Linked DNA regions of Anas platyrhynchos: region 2 is linked to region 1. A link is a contact called in public Hi-C data. All regions are on one chromosome and are shown on one strand. Each heading gives the region's core, a stretch centred on a gene start, on an enhancer-like site or on the middle of the called end of the contact. The rest is flanking DNA. Distances are from core to core; before and after follow the strand shown.

The links. A called contact is a pair of places that touch in the nucleus more often than the background predicts.
Region 2: a Hi-C map of F1 follicle shows a contact between it and region 1, with 6 times the contacts expected there. The contact joins two enhancer-like sites. A contact is called at or near these places in 5 of 8 Hi-C or Micro-C datasets (F1 follicle, liver, skeletal muscle and 1 more).

Annotation. Positions count from the first base shown.
Region 1 is chr1:7,253,346-7,258,977 of IASCAAS_PekinDuck_T2T, forward strand. It overlaps FRMD4A (FERM domain containing 4A), which reads right to left. Exons shown (of 23, transcript XM_072024583.1): 5 at 2,846-2,930. Among named protein-coding and RNA genes, the nearest start is that of PRPF18, 89 kb to the left of the region's middle. Within about 2 kb of position 1,421, at least 5 of the 8 cell types and tissues checked have an H3K27ac peak or open chromatin away from gene starts, as enhancers often do.
Region 2 is chr1:7,398,571-7,404,586 of IASCAAS_PekinDuck_T2T, forward strand. The region is part of intron 1 of FRMD4A (FERM domain containing 4A); the gene reads right to left. Among named protein-coding and RNA genes, the nearest start is that of FRMD4A, 130 kb to the right of the region's middle. Within about 2 kb of position 3,056, at least 1 of the 8 cell types and tissues checked has an H3K27ac peak or open chromatin away from gene starts, as enhancers often do.

The sequences.
Region 1 (5,632 bases), core at 171-2,670:
CCCTCCCCTCCTGCACGATGACTCCCCGGGGAGTGAAGCCCAGCTCTGCTACAGGCGATGAACACACCTTCCCCGTGATTCACACAGGCACCTGCAGCACCGTGTGCCTGTGCCAAGGGAAGCAGCCGGTGCACGATACAGATGCAGACGGGGCCAGGCTGGGACATTTGGGCATGTCCCACAGCAAATGGTGATGTGGAGAACCAGAGTGCTTGGTCTTCACTCTCCTTGATGCAGCGGGCACAGCGGGGACGAACCAGCCCCTACAACCCATGTCGAGGTTGTGGCAAGTCTGTACTAGTAGGTAGAGTGGGCCAGGGCCCATTCTCTGGCCCTAAGGGTACATGGCAGAGTAAAGCTCATGACTAAACACTTTTCTTCCCTCCCCCAGTCCCAAACAGAGTTAGCTCAAGTGCATTGCCTCTCGGGAACAGGTGCTCGTGCCTGGACAGTGCCCCAGCAATGCCCGGGTCAGGGCTAGTTAGCACCCGTACCAGAGAGTGTTTTTAATTAAACACCGTGACTGGCAGAGGGACAGCATCCAACGCCAAGCCCTGCCTGTTTGGTAGTACAAATGTGGCTTGGCTTTTCTGGGCAATATCGGCTGTGCTGGCCCTGTGCAAGGGTTTGGGTATGTGGGTCAGTTGCATGACCCACAGGAGCAGCACAGCACCCAACACAACACAGAGCCAGCTGGCAGCCCAAGGGACCAGCTAAACAGGACCACAATAAACAGGCCACAGTTTTCTTCTCTCCCAACACGAGCAGTCCTGTATTTGAGGGTGTGTGCCGTCAGAATCAATGGGGGAAGGCTTGATGTACAAACACAGCGTTACTACACATCCCATACCCAGTACAGCCCTTCCTGGTAGGGGAACCAGGAATGAAGCCATCTATGAGAAGTCCATCGAGGAAACTTTTTGTGTGATAAGGAAGGCACTTGCAAGACCTGCTAGTTGTAGGGATGGCAAGCACTGAATCCCCCCTTTCTATACCTATTAAATACCTCCTTGCTGTCTGGGTTCTTGCTCTGCATCTGAGCAGAGACCTTGAAACCAACTTTGAAATTCAGCGCCTTTTTTAATAAGACAGCACGGCTTAGTGTGGCTGGAAGTCAGACAGGGAAGGACTCGCGTGGGAGACTGGGAATCCAGCAGGACTATTTTTGGACAGAGATGACAGTCAGTGTGAATGTGCAAAGTAATGGTTTTGGGAGAGGTCAGACTAAAATAGACCAACCTAGATCTGTAGGCACTTTTTTCCTCTTTTTTTTTTTTTTTTTTTTCTATTTTCCGTCTTCTTATTAAGCTTTCTCCAAAAAAAGAACAACAGCGTAAGCTTTTCCTGGCAACACTCCAAAAAGGAACTATCCCCGGGAACCAAAATGTGATGCTCACTGAGCTTGCTGCTGGAGAGGGCTGACTAAGCACATCTCATTGCAGCCTTGCCAGAGAGCAGAGCTCTGTGAAGCTCAGCTCAGCAACTCCATCCCTTCCCTGGTGCTGGAAAAAAAAAAAAAAGTATTTTCTGGCTTCCTGAACCTTACCCTGCATTTTAGGATGTGAAGATTTAGTCCCTGCATTTTAGGCTATGCAGATACCAGGAAGTGAGGCCTCATATTTGGTGTAAGCAGTTCACTTAGCCTGTCAAAAACATGTTCAGGGTTGTGGGACACGATCACTCTCTGACTACAGATTTCTCCTCCTGCCAGACAGAGCGGAGTTATGAGGAATGGCCCCTACCAGCACAGGGATGAGGGATCCTTCCAGAGAATCCTAGCTGCCGTAAAACCTCTCCCATATGCAGAGCCATATGCAGCCAAGCCTGTGCTGCAGCAACTCTTGGACCTGGTTATTATTTGGACCCGGTTATTTTTTGGACCCTTCCTTTTGGACCTGCATGTTTGGCTTGTGGCACAGAAGCCAACCCTGCTGCTGCGGGGTGGTGGAGGAAGGCTGTGCCAGGAACCCTTATCTCCAGCACACAGCCTCGCAAAGGGTAGCTCTGAATTACCGTCCTGGTGACAACAGGCTGGTGTTTTCGCCAGGACTATTTTTGGCACAAAAAAACGTTTCTCCGTGCTGGCTTGCTCCTGTACAATGTGGTCCTCCGTACACAGGCACCGCCCCATGCTCACTCACAAACACACTCACACGCTTACTCTCCCAACCAACAAACTCCCAGTCATACTCACACGCACAGACTCATATACCTCCCTCACAAGTCACACTTTTACACACACAGATTCATATACATCCCTAACACTTCTATACTCACCCTCCTGCAGACACAAAATCTCACACAGTTCCTGTCACACACACACACGCGTCGTCACACATGGTAAGCACCCCTCAGGTGCTCACCCCCCCTCTCGCACACACACACATAAACTCACACTTTCCTTACACACACACAGTCTCACAAACACATTTATTTACACACTTTTTATTTATTCACCGACGGCCACACTCCCTCCCTCTCCCCCGTCCCCAGCCCAGAAGATGGCGCCCGCCCGCAGCCCGCGCAGCCGCTGCCGCCCTCTTCGGGCGGGAAGCGCGAACGGCGCTTTTTCAGCACAAAATTAAGATTTTTCCTTCTAAATACCAAGCGCTTTCTCATTTTAACAGCTGCAGATTTCCTCCTGTCAACCACAAGAGCTATTTGGAGGGGGGTTTTACCTCAGAACCTCAAAGTCCAGAGATGAAACCCAAGCATGCAGCTTTTAAGGGGATTCATAACTTGAGGGCAGAGGTTTGGGGGCAACACAATGCCAACTGCTTTTTCAGAGCTTCACTTTTCTCATTTCCAGCCAAAATTCAAAATCCTGAGTGCCCAGAGTCCTTACCTTGTAGATGCAGGACTTGGCGTTCAAGAAAAACAGCTCGATGGTGGCATTGTCCTTCAGATAGGAGATGCTTTCAATGTAGAACCTGGAAGGGGGCAAGCAAGAGAGGTGAGACACATGGGGGACTAGGGCAAAACATGAAAATTTACTCATCACATGAAAAGAAGTGGTCAATGGAGTCGTGATGCGTCTACTGAAAATGAAGTTTCTTTGTTTGTGGCAGAAACGTCATTTGTTGATGAAAGAGGCTCGTGCGTGCTATAGGACATGAGCACTCAACACCACCCAAGACATACTGAAGCAACTGAATCATCAAGTGGTTTATTTTGTTTCTAAGTAGCTCTTTGTTTTATTTTTTATACTTTAAATAATCCTTTATTCTGTTTGTTTGCAAACTCCTCTTCATTCTCCATCACATTTTGGCACTTTTTCTTTGCCCCTTTACTCTTCCTATCCATTTTTGTGCTGTCGATCTGCCACACATAAAATGTTCACTGCCAGAAATCCACTTCTGTGTTTCCTCTCTGTCCACTTCAGCTCGTCCCAAGGCACATTTTATAATGGCTTTTTATATATTTTTTCGTGGGTAGCATGCAACATCTATAATTACAGAGTAATTAACCAGCAGTAGTTAAGGACCTCACACAATTTAACAGTACCATGGGTAGTGATGCTGGGGATAACAATAATCTATTTTTTAGCAGAGTGAGATGATTTCTCAGAACTCAGTAAAAATCTGCCCAATCCAAACCCTCCATGTTCAAAAAACCCAGTCTATTGCATTGACTGATTACCCCAAATATTTGCAATTACATTGAAAGTCCATTGTATGTATGAAAGATCCTTTGGCAGTGAACTCTAGTTTTGCCACCAGCTTGAATAGAATCCAGCCCTTAATTCTGCCTTGTGACCTTTTGGGGTAAAAATCCCAGGATAAAAATAAGTGCAAGATATATCATCAAATTTAATATCAAACCATTACATATGAGTATGCTGTATGCTTTTAGGATTCCTGTAGTAAGAGACAGCCTATTCAGGTAGTGATTAAGGTCATTGTTTTGTTTAGTTCATGTTTTAAGTGAGGAAAAAAATACATCTCTCTGCCCACTCTGTTTCAGAGTGATCTTTAAGTTTCAGTACAGTGACAGCAATGTTCCTTACATAAATTCCACTACTATCGTGCATTGTCAGAGGCAATTAGAATAGGGAAGGTGCCAGGGAAATGCTGTCTGTATTAGGAACTTAAAAAAAAACACGACAAATACCTTAGAAATCTGTGTAGAGATGCGGAGTCCAGTTACAGAGAAATCTTACTCCGTGACCCCGCTGTCTGGGAGTGAAGCTATGAGACCTGCTGAAACTCTTGGGGCTTCACACAAGCATTAAAGGGATTGTCTGTGTTCAGTTGTTTGTAGAATCGAGGGCCTTAAATGTAACCTTCTCAGGGCTAAAGGTCAAAGCTTTGTAGTGCTCCTAGGTGTCTTCTGAAGACCCTTCAAAACAGTTTATTTCCTGACAAGTACAGCCAACTACATACTCAAATGAAATATTTTGAGCTTTTTATGTTTATCTGCTGAGATGCTCCTGCAATTACCCATCCCCCCCCCCCCCCAGAGCAGTTCAAATGAGATTTTTTTTAAAAAGGAAAATAAAAAAGAAAACATGTGAACATAGGAACCATCAAGCATAAAAATTCAACTTTATGTATTTATTTATTTGGCTTCCCCTGGGTTTCACCTCCTGTCCTTGAAGCAGGTGATGGTCAGATCTTTAATTCCAGGGTCAGAAAAAAGAAGGAACATTTACTCTATTTTCAAGTCCCAGTGAAGGTTAGCAGAAACACACTTTTTTGTTTCATCAGTGGATCAAATGAGACCATCCTCATCATCACTAGAGGGCAATATTGCATTTTCTTTCTGCTGCACGGCTCTTTCCCAAGGCTTTCCACATAGACACATGCCCAGATCATTTTCTGTACAAAATTGAGTCTCTCCGAGCACAGAGCCTGCACATGATACTTCATCTTCAACAAGAAAACACAATTCTCAAGTGATCTCCGGCGTGGAGAGTGTGCAGGGGAGCTACTGGCTCTCACACATGCACCCAGGCAAATACAAAGCATGTGCACCAGGAAATTGGTGCTACTTAAAAGAAAACAGATTTACGGAGAGAAGTCTTGGGGGATTTGCTGTGTGGCAAGCTCAGAAAACCTGAACTGGAGCAGACTGCCTTGAATTCACAGCCTGAAAGGCCTGTTTTTTTTTTTTTTTTTTTTTTTTTTTTTTTTTTTTTATTTTTTTATTTTATTTATTTATTTATTTATTTTTTCGCACTGATGGTGAATCTGTCAGACCTCCTCCTGTTACCACCTCTTCCAAATGCACCGCGGTTTAAAACGACCCATGGCAGCGCCTAAGGAAGCAGGAAGAAAGCTCCAGCTGCTAAGGCAATGAACCAAGCGAGAGATCTGGGTTAAATTCCTGACTCTGACACAGGTTTCCTTCGTGACCTTCAGCAAATCATGTAGCTGTTCGGGACTGTTGTGTCGAGTTTGGAAAATACTCCTCCCTCCTTTGACCCCCTGCGTCTGTTTTGCCTATTAAGATTATCAGCCCATTCCTATTGCACGGAGGGGCAGCTATTAGGTTTCTGTCGAGGACTCCCTGGGGAGCAGCATTCCTCCATGTGCTCTGAAGCTGATATATCCAGGAAATAAGGACGGGCTGGACAGAGATGCAGACGGTACCGTGTGTCTGACGCCTTAACTCTGCTACCTGCGGCACTGAG
Region 2 (6,016 bases), core at 1,806-4,305, 150 kb after region 1:
TGCAACCATAATTAATGAGGCTTCTCAAACATTAGATTGTCGGAAAAAGGCATATTTTGTTTGCATGGACTACTTCAGCACATTTTCTTCTCACAAACCACGGACAGTGAATGCAGACACTCTGGTGTCAGCCCCATCAATCTCTGACTTTCAGAGCTGATCCTTATGCCTCCCATCTTCCTCGCCTCATGCAAGCAAGATGAGAAAAGAGGAACTTTGAAGCTTGGCTGGATGGCTTAGGTGCAGCCATGCCAGGCTCCAGCGTGAATCACATGTGCCAGCAACATAAATCAGGTCTGTAACGTGAGGCCACTGGAGGAGAACTCTGTTTAATGTACCTGACCTGTGTCCAGGGTTCATTTCCACGTGCCCCTGGTGTAACTTGCTTTATCAGCTGTAAAGAAAAGCTCGCCAGCTGCACATTATATTCACACTCCAAAGTCAATGGAAAAAGCAAGCAAAGTCCTAGAGCAGACCTGTGGAAATAGACTAAATAAATCCCTTCTAAATTGTTTTGCTTTCCCTGGTAGAACGGTTGAAGAGTTTATCTGTGATGGACCCAAAATAACATATTTCACTTAACTGGGGGAATGCTTTACAAAATAAAGAAATAAAATCAAGCTAAATTCTAAGACTTGGCACTCTCGAGTGATTTAAATGTTGAAATAATAAAATGGAGCTTTTGGAGCTTTGCTGGTTTGTCAAAAAAGAAAAGGTCTCCCTCGTTGCAGCAAAAAATATTAGTTGAATTCAGCCTGAGTCTATGGATAGTTTCAGTCAGCCTGGAACTGCATTTATTAGCAGCTAAACTATCCATCTGAAAAATGTTACCTAGTTCTACCCCAATTGTTCTCCCCACTGCTTAAAAATATCCTACTTACAGACAACGCTATTGTTCAGCGTAGATTTAAGATGTTGTGGTTCATTGTCTGGCGCTGCATCTCCTAGGGAAAGCAAACCAATTAGGCCCCTCTATTTCGGTGCCTCAGTGCCTGTTTGTGCAGTTATTATGTCATATGAAGGAACACAGCCTTATAGTCTTTGACAGATATGACCGCATTTCTTAAAAGAAAATACCATGTTTTCAGCAAAAAATACCCTGTATCCCAGCTTTGGGATAGAAGTGGTCACAACACAGCCCAGGAATTGCCAGCTGAGACCAATTGAGCATCCTGCATCCAGGTCTCTGCTAAGTGCCTGTCCCAAAAACTCATCCCAAACCTACAAAGCAGTAAAAAAAACACAAAACACGGGTCCTGAACCCCGTTATTACAAGCAGACTTATGAGTTGAAGCACAAGGAACTGTGTCCTTTTCAAACTTTTCATTACACAGCCAAAACCAACCAACCACCACCAACAAAAACACAGAAAAAAGAAGTGTGGATCTCCTAACACGTCTGCTCCTGGACCTGTACCTCCCCTCGCAGGGCTGGCAGCTTGCATTTCACAGGCACCAAACCAAGTCCACTCGTTTTATATTTATTTGACCCCCTCATTTTTTATTTATTTGACCCATTTTATATTTATTTGACCCGCTCGTTTCATATTTATTTGACCAAGCAGACAAAAACACATTGGCCAGTTTTACCGATTCAATGCCTTTGCTTTGTCCAGAGAGGCAGATGGACCAGGTTCACAGCTGCCTTGTGCCCCTGCATGACCAAACTCTGCCTCCTCATCTGCATCTGCTGGCTGCTGCCGACTCAGACAGGACTTAGTGTCGTGGCCTGTACAGGAGAAACCTCTCATTTTCTCAGTCTGCTGCCTCCCCGAAATATTTTCCAGCCATCAGCTCAGGAATGAAGTTAAAAAGGCAGGTGCAAGAGCACAGATTTGTAAATATTAGGTTTGCATATAAATTACTTGATTGGATGTGGCAGTGAAAGGGCTGCTGCTTAATCTGACTGCCTGGCTGTGGCAGCAGCAGGTGACACGGGATTTCCAGAACCAAAACCCATAGTTGTGTTTTTTTTTTTCAAACCCACTGAAATTACCTGAACTGCACTGCAGGAGGAAGAGCGGCTAAAAATCCACGAGCAACCCAAAAAACACCACAGGTAGTCTGTGTTTAGGCAAGAGGCTCCTAGTGGTCCCAGCTGGTACAGAGCTGGATTAACTGGGCCAAACTGGAGTGATGGGGCGGCACACATGGACTCGGTGTGGCCATAGCCAAGGGTAAGAACATCAGGCAGCCTGGCTGCTGCTTGCGAAGGCATTTCCCTTCGTGCTGGCAGTTTAACACCACCGTGGCCTTGTGTTCGTCAGGTGCAGGAGCAATGCACTGAACAGTCTTTGAAGTGCCACAGCTTCCTGCTAAATTAAAGGAAAATACCCCGAGCTCCCGCGTGCTGCAGGAGTGTGCACACAGCAATGAATTTTACAGAGCTCAAAATCCCCACACCGATTTCACATGTTCATTTAGAAGCCTTCGGGGGGCACGAGCCCTTCTTTAACAGCAGGAACACAAAGAGCCTCTTCTTCAGGAGCCACGAGTTTTCTTTGCCGTGTGAGGGAAACAAAGCCAACACGCCGCTCATCTGAGCGCTTTCCCTACCGAGACACGGGATTACTTTTTGCAGCAGTTTGCTAAATGCTCGGCCTCAAAGGTAGAGTGAAATCAAGCATTCAGCACGCTTAAAGCAGCACAACGGAGGGGGATGTAAAGCACCCTCCTTCTGCACCCAGCTGGCACCATTTGTGCCTGGCGTCAGCACACGGCCGAGTTTGTACCCCGAGATAATTCCCACCTTATTTTCCCCTCTCGATGGGAATAGCAGGAAGGTTAATTAAACCCTCCGAACTGCTGCTGTTATTCATCATTCCTTCCCTGTAATACAAGCAGCGCTATCTCGCATTTGAGCCCTGGTTCCCTATAAATACCTGCCCTCTGCTTTTACCTCCGTGCTAAAAGCCTTTCACGCAGCAAATGCAATTAATTTCCTCGCAAGAACAGCCAAGCCGTGTGACCGAAGTTCTCTGCCTACCCACAGCAGAAAACAACCCTCAATCCCTAGGCAAAAGAAATGTGCACCAGCACCAGACTTTGGGGGAACAGCACGCCCTAGTGTTCCCTCTGCTCCTCGCTGCCGGCTGGTTTGTGGGCTCCCTACTGCTGCTGCCCAGACTGAGCTCCCAGGAAAACAGGATTTCTTTCTGCAAACCCAGAATTTCTGTTTTGTCTCCCCACTGAAAGTCTTCATGGCCTCGGAGAAGGGGTCAACCACAAGCACCCTGGTGTGAACATGCAAGACAGAGGCTGGATCGGCTCTGCTCTGCCATCACCAACACAGCCAGGGAAAATCTGGGTAGCGTAGAGGGTAGCTGCTGACTACTGCTGTCCAGACAGACCTTAAGACATGCCTCTGCTTTTGACCAGGCCTGTTATTTGTCAATAATTATAATAATTCTTAAAGATCTGTCCTTCTCAAGACACATCTCCATGCTGGAAAAACCCACCAGGCTGTTTGCTAGAGACCTAGGATTGTGTGCTTTAAACAAAAGGCACTGGATTTGCAAAACAGCCTTAGCTGTGCACTGCTGCCCTGAGGACCAGTGCTTCTTCCTGACCTCAGGGCTGATCACTTTATTCCTTGGAGCCTGAAGATGCCCTAAAGTTTTTTGTTTGTTTATTTATTTTTTGTTGCAGTCAATGTAATTGCAAATGTTCCTGCTATTCAGGGAGCTCTAACAACAGAGGATGCTCCTTGCAGATGCTCCTCAGCCAACATCTGGACTGAATGCCCCATTAGACCAAAGCCAGACCTCTCTTCTGCACAAAATCAGATACACAGGGGACTGACTTCCTCTGTGGGCAAATTGTGAGTGGTTTGTGGATGCTGGCAGAGCTGGGAAGGAAAGGGCAGATTGGTTTGCAGACCATCATGGTTATAATGGGATGGTTGCTGTGTATGTTATTAGAAGAAGGAGCAAACAAGGACAGAGCAAGAATTTGGGCAGGGCTCTCAAAGACCCTGCAAAGGTCATCCCTGCTACACCCTGCTTTACAGAGCATGGCATGGGAGGCGTGTGTGACACAGCTGAGCTCCCAGCTGCTCGTCCTCTGGAAAGGGGAGCCGACCCATCTCTGCAGTGGCAAGAATCTCTCTCTCCTCTGCTGTATAAATACAAAAGCGAATAATCAGACCTCAAAGCAAGACCCAGCTTGCCTAACCTTTAATCCAGGCTGGAAGCAGCAGTGCCCTGACAGCTCCACTGGCACAGAGCCCCACGTGTCGGAGATCTGAGCCAGTCACCAAACGGGATGAGAGGATGGCCTGGCAGCAGATAAAAAGCCGTCTCCTTATCTATCACCCACACCATCTGGGAACCTCTCTCCTCGCCTTCCCAACCCTAATTATTTTTTACTGCTTGATCTCAAGAGGTGTTCATGGCATGACCCACAACCAAGCAAGCCTGCTGCTTCTTGCCCTCTCTCTGGCAGTTGGCTTTTCAGCCCCTTTATTACCATATTCACCTGTGAGTCAGATAATTGCTCATGTGATCCCGGAGTATTAGTCCTCCTTGTGTCGTCGCAAGCGCTCGGACATTCCAATTTTCAGGGGATTATATGCAAAGCAGAAAAGACATCAACCGTGCCTTTAATGCTTTCCCCTGGTCTCTCATTTCCCCAGGGACAACCCTTTTATCTCAGGGAGCCTTACAGAGAAATCAGCAATTCAATTGCACTGTTTTTTTGGCCTTCAATTTCAGATACTTATTCCTGTTTGATCATGTCATGCAGCAACTCACAGAAAAAGAATGAAATTGCTCCTCGTTTCAAATGCCAGTTGCTCACTAAAGCAAAAGCAGACTGCACTCTTTTGTTTACTCCACTCTTGCTTTGCTCACTCTTTCAGCCTGTCAGTCTTGAGCTCTGTTCCTCTGCAACAAAGACTTTAGGCTGCTTGAGCCGTGAGTTCACTGGGTCTGACCTGGCTTAGTTTTAAGCTCATACCGAAATCCCTCTGATGAAGATCACTGTGAGAATAGATTAAGCCTAGAAGGCAGCTTGAGCCTGGCTCCAAGCACTCTTCCTGCAGGACACGTTCTTGGGAGCAGATCACTTCTTACTGCTGCTGGTGATGCAGGAGTGAGGCTGCAGGCCCGTGTCATAATGATTCCTCCTAAGCACAAAACCTGTAGTTAATCAACGTGGTATATTAAATACAACCCAGCTCAAACTTGCCTCCCAAACTGCAAACAAACACGGACCTCAGCTATCTTCCATCCAAGCACATCCTTCAGGGGTGGTGACCTGAAAATGTTGTCACCATGTGTCCACTGCCCCCAGGCCACTGCTGAGCCAGGAAGGTGGCTTTGGACCCTTCTTTGTAGGTCTTGATGTGCGGAGGGAGGGTAGGTGATTGAACTCATGGGGCATCACCTAGTGCGAAGCCCTCCAAGACTGCAGCAAGAGGCAGGGGGGAGCCCTCTGCCGGGCTGGGAGGATGCTTGTGAGTTGTGCTTTGGCACGTGAGGGAAGATCAGCCAGCAAAACCCATCAAATCCTTGTGCTGAATCAGGGTCTTGATACTAGAAAGCAAAACGAGTTCGTTAATTACTGCTGTTACCAGTAAATCTCTAACTGAAGCTAAAATTATAAGGCAAGCAATTTATTTTATGTGCAGATTGTATCTATTTTAATGAGTTCCGAAAATAGAGCTTTAAAGCGGTGGCTTTAAGCTCTGACGTTGTATTGGGATTTTTTTTCCTTGTGAAATTTTCCAGGGTGTTTAGCGAGGCTGTTCTTTCCTAGATGAAGCATCTCTTTTTTTTTTGCGTTGTGGTGCACTGAAGCACACCAATGGGTTCAATCTCTCTTGACTGGCCTTGGGATGTTCTTCTTGGTTCTGATTCAGGCCTTAACTTATTATGGAAAGAGATTGTATTGGGGTGCAGAGGTACCTTTAGGATGTGAGGCAATTTCCAGCTCCATCATGAATTTTCATGCTCCTGAGCAAGAGACATCCCTGCCTCAGTTCCCCATCCAGAGTAAGAGATGGTAAAACACACGAC